Linked DNA regions of Rattus norvegicus: region 2 is linked to region 1. The links are chromatin contacts, called in public Hi-C maps. All regions are on one chromosome and are shown on one strand. Each heading gives the region's core, a stretch centred on a gene start, on an enhancer-like site or on the middle of the called end of the contact. The rest is flanking DNA. Distances are from core to core; before and after follow the strand shown.

Evidence for each region. Hi-C and Micro-C count contacts between places; a contact is called where the count stands out from the background.
Region 2: a contact with region 1 is called in a Hi-C map of Schwann cells, with 4 times the contacts expected there. The contact joins the enhancer-like site here to the promoter of Pstpip2 in region 1. A contact is called at or near these places in 2 of 12 Hi-C or Micro-C datasets (Schwann cells and hepatocytes).

Annotation. Positions count from the first base shown.
Region 1 is chr18:73,583,994-73,588,508 of GRCr8, forward strand. It overlaps Pstpip2 (proline-serine-threonine phosphatase-interacting protein 2), which reads left to right and starts at 2,154. Exons shown (of 15, transcript NM_001271281.1): 1 at 2,154-2,362. The coding sequence starts at 2,330.
Region 2 is chr18:73,743,818-73,748,232 of GRCr8, forward strand. All of the region lies in intron 27 of Epg5 (ectopic P-granules 5 autophagy tethering factor), which reads left to right. Among named protein-coding and RNA genes, the nearest start is that of Siglec15, 51 kb to the right of the region's middle. Within about 2 kb of position 2,789, at least 5 of the 93 cell types and tissues checked have an H3K27ac peak or open chromatin away from gene starts, as enhancers often do. A contact at or near this core is called in Schwann cells, where this site is marked.

The DNA.
Region 1 (4,515 bases), core at 904-3,403:
ACCTTAGAGGCCTGTGTCAGAAAACCTAGCACAATATAGCATGAGGGCCCTGTTGAGACTGATTTAAAAGTAATATACACATTACAGTTATAACATACAAACACAGTTAAAATATAAGCCAGTCACAGTGGTGCACTCTTTTAATCCTAGCACTTGAGGTCAGAGGCAGGCAGATCTCTGTGGGTTTGAGGTCAGTTTGGTCTACATAGTGAGATTCTGTCTTGTAAAAAAAAAAAAAAACCAGAAAAAAATATAGATAATGAGAATTGTATGTAAGATATTTGTCACAGGCTTCCTGATGGCTATGGTGGCACATGCCCTTAATTCCAGCAAGTTTGGAGGCTGAGGCAGGAGAGGGACTAATTCAAGACTTGTTTGGGCTACAGAGTGAGTTCAAGGTTATTTTCGGTAACTTAGTAAGATCCTGTCTCAAATACAAGCGAGCAACAAGAACCTTCCACAAACAGCACTGGGACAGGGGACCTGGAGGAGGGGAGGGGAGGGGAGGGGAAAGGAGGGGGAGGGGAGGGGACAGGAGAGGAGAGGGAGAAAGTTAAAAATCGTGTCCTCAGTGCTCTGGCTTCCTGAAGCCCTCAGTGTCGTGTGTAGTCCACCCACACCTGCAGAAAGGCCGCTCTCCCCCCCTCCTGGTGCACATTTGGCCTCTGCTGCTTCCTGCAGTTATAGCTGGGCTTCCCTGCCTTGGGTCTAACCTCACTGTTTTTTTTATTATTTGATTTAGTTTTTTACGTGTATGGGTGTTTTGCAGGCATGCATATCTGTGTGCCACCTGCATGCCTTTATTAGCAAAAACATACTAAGTGGACGTTAGATTCCTTGGGTCTGGAGTTAGAGGGTTGCTGTTAGCTGTCACGTGGCTGCTGGGAATTGAACCCAAGTCCTCTGGAAAATGAGCCGGTGCCTCTAACCTCAGTAAAGAACCGGGTTGATGGGTTGGGGATTTAGCTCAGTGGTAGAGTGCTTGCCTAGGAAGCACAAGGCCCTGGGTTCGGTCCCCAGCTCCGAAAAAAAGAACCAGAAAAAAAAAAAAAAAAAAAAAAGAACCGGGTTGATGGATACATGTCCTTGGAGAGTAACAGGTCTGGAGGCTCTCGCTCACCTCTGTCGTGACAGGTGACCTTGCTGGTAGGACTTGGGGGAAGAGTGAATGAGCAGAACCTTCGTGAGCTTCCTCTAGTCATTCACGATTGTCGAGTGCTGTGTCCGGGTCTAACTAGAGCCTGCTGCAGAAGCGAATGCTGCTTTGCCATGACGGGAACCGGGCTCGGTGTCAGTCTGGGCTACTTAGTCTTCATTCTCTTCCCTATGAGCACTTCTTATTCAGAAAGAAAGACATTGGTCCTGTTGGGAAGGACAGACTTCTAGCTTTGGTCTCTCCATCCCCTAAGTAAGTGTGAATCGGGGCAATCTTTCAGCTCTCGAGTTTCGGGCTGGGCACTGGGCACACAGAACAGAGTACCTTGTCTATTACCAAGCAAGGAGGAGTCAGACCTGTCCTGGAGTACTATTTGGTTTGTCTGTGTATGAGGAAAGATCTCCCACTGTAGCCCCAGGCTGGGCTTGAACACCTAGTGTCAGCTTCTTCTGTACTGGGATTACCCGTGTGAGCCTCGGTTTTCCTCCATCGGTTCTATCTTAGAAGAGTTAGAGCCTAGGGGGAGCAGAAAGCAACCTGGCTTTTACAGCAGGGTGGGACTGGTGGTGAAGAGACCTTAACTGAGTTCAGGACAAGATATGTAGAGCTAACAGGAAACATCGGTAACGCAATATAATCGGCAGTTTAGACCCGCAGTCCCCTCCGGGGCGGTGCGTGCGCACCATTCCTTGTAGCATCAGCACCGTAGGCGACGTTTTAAGCGTCTCTTAAGGTTTCTATTGATCCACAGTCTGAATTTCTAGGTCGAGAGGTCCTGGTGGGAAGAGCCCAGAGTGGGCTGGGGAGAATGACCGGTTCTGTTCAGAGGTCCCGCAGGCTGGGGCCCCGGACTGGCCGCCGCAACCCGCAGAGCTACTGGGCCGGCCCCGCCCTAGGGCCAGGGCGGGTGACCCTCTGCAGGTGCGCGGCGCGGGCGGGGCGCGGGGCGGGCGCAATCGGGCGTGGTTTAGGACCCGGGGCGGCTTCCCGGAGCGACAGTGGAACTCCGAAGTTGCGCCGGACCTTGGCCCTGACAGTCGGAGCTCTCCTCTCGATCCGGCCGTCCTCCCTCCGTCCTCCCGCTGTCCTCCGTCCGCCGTCCTCAGCCGCCCGCCGTCCTCAGCCGCCCTCCGTCCTCCGCGCCCAGCCCTCCGCTCCCAACCCGGCGCCGGCATGACGGGTTCGCTGTTCAAGGGGAACTTCTGGGTAAGTCAGAGTGGCGCACGGCGGCCCGGAGCGCACGCGGGAGCGAGTCCCCGGGCTGTGCCTCTATCCTAAGAGTCCGCTCCCGGGATCGCGCGGCTCCAGGGGCGCGCGCTCCCGGGAACACCTGGGCCCTGACGTCACCCCTCGTTCTCACGCTTGAAAACTGAAGCCCAAAAGGAGGAGAGTTCAGGCTCTCGGGTGCCCCAAGCCCTGGGAGAAGCGGGATGGGGCGTGTGAGCAGTCACTCTGGGGTTCTCGGCCCGAGCTTTGCCCTGCCTGGCAACCCCGCTTTCTGAGTTCCCTCCCAGCCCACAGAGAGCCCCAGGAAGGTTAGCGCGCGCGCGTGTGACCTGAGAGCTGATTCTGTCGTAGCGGTGCAGGTCCTAGGTAGCAGGTCTTCTCTCACCTTCCACTTAGACATCTTTTTCGCATTCCCTTTACCCTGTAGCTACACTACAAGGGTCCTTTTCCTCCTGAACTCGGAGGAAACACCACTCTCCCTTTAAGACAGGGCAAGGAGCTGTCCACTTGAGAGCTGACACACAACTACCGAGCGGCTCAGTCTTTTTTTAGGACCCTGACTGTTCTCGGTTAACTTCGGAGCTGCCTACCACACCACTCATCTGCCGTGACCCCAGCGGCAGCTAGAGCCTATCACCTCCCATTCGCTTGAGGTTTTGAGATCCTTCTGGGGGCACTGACCATAAGGCGAAGGGCCAGGGTAGCATTACAGCAAGGGTTAGTAACCTTAAACTTGGTCCTCTCAGGAGGCCTGGGAAATCTTCACAACTTTTTACGCTGTGGGAAAAAAAGGACAGACCTTTATGCAGATCATAGTAGAGTGGGCTTTTTGGCTAATGACGGAGGTACAGAGGCTTAAGAGGATAGTATGTTCGCACCATCCGGGGTGTGGCAGCAGCACATCTGGTTCTGGATCAGGCTCAATCAAGTGTCAAGGAAAAGACTGATGGCTCCCTTCGGCTCTGGAGTTCAGTTAAGAGCCCAAGACCCTTCTTCACCGGTCCCAGCACCCAGCAACAAGAGCCAGGCGTTCTTTCTTTCCCCTCCAACTCTTCTCAAAAATAAAAAAAGAAAAAGAGAAAAAGAAAAAAAGAAAAAAGAAAAAAAAACAGCCGGAAGTGTCGTGACTCACACCTGAAATCTCAGTGCTGGGGAGGCTGAACCATCATCATTTTAAGCCACTGGCAACCCCAGCTATCCCACCTACACTCTGGCAGGACTGGTGACAAGGAGGGGCAGAGTGAAGTCTGAGTTGAGGCCTATGGTGAAGGTCTTAGGAGCCCTGCTGTTGGTGGCAAGTTTCTGGTCCACTTTCAAAAGTTACCTGAGATCCCAGAAACTGTGCACACGTGTCTTGTTCCACACTTCCAGCAGTCATTCGATTCAGATAACGAAAAAGACTGCATTGTTTATTGTGTAGTTTATTAGGTTCTTTAAATGCTTTCCCCACATCACTCCACAGTGCCTCCCAGTTTCCCTCGGAGGGAACTGACTCACCATGGTATTTGACTGATGAGGAAACTGTCAGGGAGTTAAGCAACATTCTCAAAGCCCTGGAGCTGACCAATAGTGGCCCAGAGCTCTGCATGAACTAAATGCTCACCCAAGTGTCTTCAAAAGGGTGGCATGGAGAGAGCACACCATAGAGAAAATGTCTGTATTGCTCTTTCCCAGTGCCTGCGGTGGGTGTGGGACATGTTGGGCCGTCCTGTGGCTGTTGCTGGAGTCTCCTTTTTGCTTCGGCTGGGCCAGGAGCTCTTGGAGGGTAGATGCAATTTTCCCACCAGCTGGGTTCTTAGCACCAGCTACAGTACTGGGATTGTGGATCCCTAGGGCCAGGTGGATAAGACTGGGGCAGGAGATAAATCACAGGACGTGGGAGAAAGAGACAGAGGGAGCTGTTGGAGAAGAAAGGTTGCTCACTTTAAATAGCCATGCTTTTAGGGAATAGGGGAAAGTCTTTTGACTGAGTTGAGGCTTGTGACAGTGGCAGTGACAGTAACAGTGACAGTGACGGATAAGAACATTTTGACTGGATGAAGCAAAAGCGAAAAAAAAAAACAAACAAAAAACAAAAACAAAACTTTGAAAGCATAAGCAGGCACTGGGTTCCTGGGTTTGATAAACTCGGA
Region 2 (4,415 bases), core at 1,539-4,038, 160 kb after region 1:
AGAGAACGGCTGATGTTACTCAGTAAGGGAGGGCACGAGGGCTCAGTAGAGTAAAGGTGGTGGGGATGACGGGTCCACAGGGGCAGGTGTGGAGGCTATGTCTGGGGCCATAACTTCACTAGAAACATTCCAGTCCTGTAAGGGAAGTTCTAGTTTTCTCTGGCTGTACTCATTTGTCCAGTGCTCTGACTGTCATTCAGTTTGGGAAAATCCAGAAGTGGAGAATTGTCTCCAGTGGCAAATTTGCTAAAAATGCAGATGTGTCAGTGGAGCTAAAACATGGAGAGAGCAACCAACTTGTAGTCGAGACTTGAAAAAAAAATATAGAACCACTCCTAATTGTCTCTGCATAGTACTTTCTGGTTGATATTTTTAGGAATCAAAGATAAAATTATGTTTTATCATATTAAACATTAACAGCTAAGAGCATGGTAGAATAAAAGGGAAACTCACAACCAAGAAGTTCGGGTTCAGGCATGGAAGGACTTCGTAGTTCTACATCTAGATGTCTGTCTGCCTACATCAATCTCATTTTTACCCTCCAGGCCTGTCTCTCCTACTCTTCCTCTTTCCCGCTCTCCATAGTTCTTCTGTGCACTCCGTCCTCCCTGCTCTGTGCAGTCCCTCCTCTCTGCTCTGTGCAGTCCCTCCTCCCTGTTTTTTGCAGTCCTTCCTCCCTGTTCCCTGCAGTCCCTCCTCCTTGCTCTGAGCAGTCCCTCCTTTGTCCTGCTCTCCTGAGGAAAGTCTAGCCTTGTTTTCATTTTTCTCACACACTGCAGCCCACTCCTACTTCCCACCTAGTTTCTTTCCACATATATTGCTTTGACCTGTGGAGCCAATTTAAAGTGACTCCCTTCTGTTTGTGTTTATTGCTACGTACCCAGTAGCTTAGCAGTGTGGGTCTGAGCCATCATGCTAGGCTTCCTGCGAATAGCCCTCTCATATTACTCATTCTTCCATCATTCATCTCTCTAGTCTCAGCTCTGACTACACTTCCGGGCTTTAAACCCATATTGGCTCTCCAGGTCTACAGCCCTTTATAGCCCATTTTGATTTTCCTTTTACAGAGCAAGAGAATCCCATTTTGAAACTCTTGACTATTTCTCAAGCAGTCCGGGTTTAGCCACTGAGCTTTATCCACTCTGAGATACACGTGGTCACACTGGTGCACACCCTGCTGCTTCTGTCCTGTTCCACACACGCCTTTCTTAGCCTTCACACCCACTGCTGCAGCGTGCATTGTGAGAGGTCTGTTCTGGTCAGACTGACGAGCCGTACCTCTCCTGTACTTAATGTGTCGTAGTCACCTTTCCTCTTCCCCTGCCAGGCAGATTCTGTGGGAACAGTTTCCTTACTCGTGTGTATCATCTCTCCATACCGTCTAGGGCACCACGGGCACGGTCTTGTCAGGCCGTGACAGTGATGCTGCGTGTGTCATGAACTCTGTGGCTGTCCGCAGGCTTCGAGTCACATGAGCTCAGTGACTTCATATCTGTGTTGACCGTGCTTCACAGTCAGCAGGTGCCTTCCCTGGGCTCCTGAGGGAGCTCTGCAGAGAGCGTTTGGCTATGAGTGATGTGGTGAGGCTTTTTCTAGTAAGCTGCACTCGTTCTTTGCTTACGATTATCTTTTGGTCTTAGGCACTCTAATGCTTCAGGGACAAATCCCACTCGACTCTTACTTGGCCGCAGGCTCCCGTTCTAGAAGAGCAGAAGGATGTTGCATGTGTGACCCTAGATGACCTTTGCATACTGTAGACTTCTGAGACACTTGCTTACAGTAGCTCAGTAAACTTTTACAGACTGAGAATGAGTTACAGAAACAGGTTCACATTTACTAACAGACTTTCCAGGTAACACAGCTACGTCATTCGGTTAGAATCATCATGGTCCATCAAAAGCCAATTTTCAGTGTTGTTGTTACTGCTATTGTTGTGTTGCCTGGGATTGAACCTAGGGCCTCATACATGCTGGACAAGTGCTTTATCACTGAGCTCCATCTCCAGTCCTCATATCCCCCTGTGTCCGGGACTGGTGTTTCTCAGTCAGTGCTGCTTTAACTGTTTCTGAAGACAAGCAGTGTGCGCCACAGGAGTTGGTAATGACGGGAACACCTCACTTTAAATGACCACGTGCACTACTCTGTCTGACTCTGTCATTATAGAATCCGTGATCTTAATTGAGCATTTTGTTCTAGATCAGTTTCTAAACATTAATTTCATGGAAAAAGTCATTTTACAGTCAAAAATTTCAAATATAAAAGGTCCATTTATAAAGATTTTGTATTCATTTTCCTAATAACAATTTTCTGGGTATTTATTTCCAGCTGTCTGTGAGTCTTTGGCCTGGTGTAGTTTATCTGGAGATATCTTAGAGAGGCCGAGTGTGTTTCATGAGGAGAGAGGCGTGTCTTCTGTGGTCTCCAGTCCAGCAGCAGCTTTTCATCCAGTGATCTTCCCTGAGGAAGTGGAGTGATTTATGAATGGCTCTTTTGTTGTTAGTATTGAAGGGCGTGTTTGCTAGACCCAGGATTGATTTATTCTCAAGTGAACAATTTTTCCACTCCTAGAAATAAAAGGTGGAAAAGACCCACGGAGGGCCTCCTACTTCTTTAAAACCGTGTGAAAGGACATGTTTTGGCCAACTTTTCTTTGATTTATTAAAATTACTGAAACGGAGGGGCTCCCACCATGCTGCTTTGATCTATTTTCTCCAGCGTCTTGGAGTCCTTCATGCTTCTCATACCTATTTTTAGTGGTGGGAAAGTGTGCAGACTTATGCAGCATTGGTGAGTTACATAACAAAGTTATGGTGAAAGGGAAGATAGGTTCGCTTAAAGGTCTGCTGTGTGGAACAGACAGGACCGGTGCTCTTCAAGACTCTGAATGTAGCATTCGTGAAGGTTTCATTTAAACACGTTAAGTTAAAATAGTTTACACAGGGTGTAATAATGGCCGTGGTAGCTGAGGACCAGTTCTGAGTGGGTGGATCCATGAGGTTAAATGCCACTGCCTACCCGTGTGATGAGAAAGTCTGAGAGGGAAGGACTTCACCATCTCAGTTGTGCCTCAGGATCAGTCCCACCTTAACACCGGCTGTCCACCAGGTCCTCCAGGTCCCTGCCCCCGACTCTCCGGTGACTGGACCATCTTATTCTGTTCCCACACCTGAAATCTGTCTAAGACATTTTCCTGTCTGCTCACCTGGCCCTCCTCAACTCCAGCAGCCAGTTTAACAGGAGGTGTGTCTCTCACTTTCCTTTTGACCACGCCCTTCCTCCTACTTAGTTCCGATTTAATAGGAAAGCTACAGAAGAGGCGTTGTTGCGGTGGCTGCCTACTGCAGCATGGCACTCCATGACAAGTACTCAGTCCCTTCCTGCTCTGGCCACCAGGCTGCACAGTAGCATGCATGGCTTTCGGCCAGCTAAGTGTGCGTTCCCTTTTGTCAGTGAACTGGAAGGGCTGAGCTAGTGTCAGATTCTCTTGCACACAGGTACCAATAGGAATTCCAACCATAGTGATAATCCTTTTCATTAGCAATAAAGAGGCTTTTGAAGATCAGCCTTTAAAACTCTGTCATCCTGAGCATGACTGTGCTAAGGGCTGATACCAAGGGGAGAGGCCTAGGTCTCAGTCTTCCTTGTTTCTTGGGTGTTTTCATTCGTTCTGTGTGACAGATATGAATCTAGAGGCACCAGTCAATCACTTTCCAGTTGGGGTACTTACAGTTTTTCTTTTCTACCACTGAAGTAATGAACCCTGTGTGGGCATACAAATGTGAGTTCTAGGATAAAAGAATATAGTGTGGTTGGGAAGATGGCAGTTGCTGTGTACTCATAGGGAGCCAGATGCCAAGCACCCATGTTAATAGTGCAGGACAGATGCAGTAGCCTGCCCGGTCCTCAGTGCTTCTGAGGCAGTCACAGGGAATCCCTGGGGCAAGGTGGTTAGCAAGTTTAGCCCCATTGGTATGTATTAGGTTCAAGTGAGAGAAGACACCCACCATCAAACTCTTGTGTCTACATGCATTTGCCCTTGCATCTGTATATGCTTGTGAACACACATGTACTCGTGACTCTTACATGCTATGAACATACATGCATACCATGTACATACAGACATGGCAAACAAAGTAATAATCATTAAAAAAAGAGCACAGTATATTCTTTGTGATTAGATAGGCTATGCATCTGTGATGGCCTTCTGGTCTAATAACTGTTGCCTTGAAGTTGGGCCCAGGGTGCCCAATTTGGAGCATTTCCTGAAGATATTTTACTATGAGCACTTGTGACACAGAACTCTTCTAGTTAAAAGCCACTGACACCAACCAGGAAGCAACCTCATATCTATCTTTGTGGTGCATCCTGGGCCTAGGATATCCTATGCATCTATTCATATCCTAAAAAGAAGACCA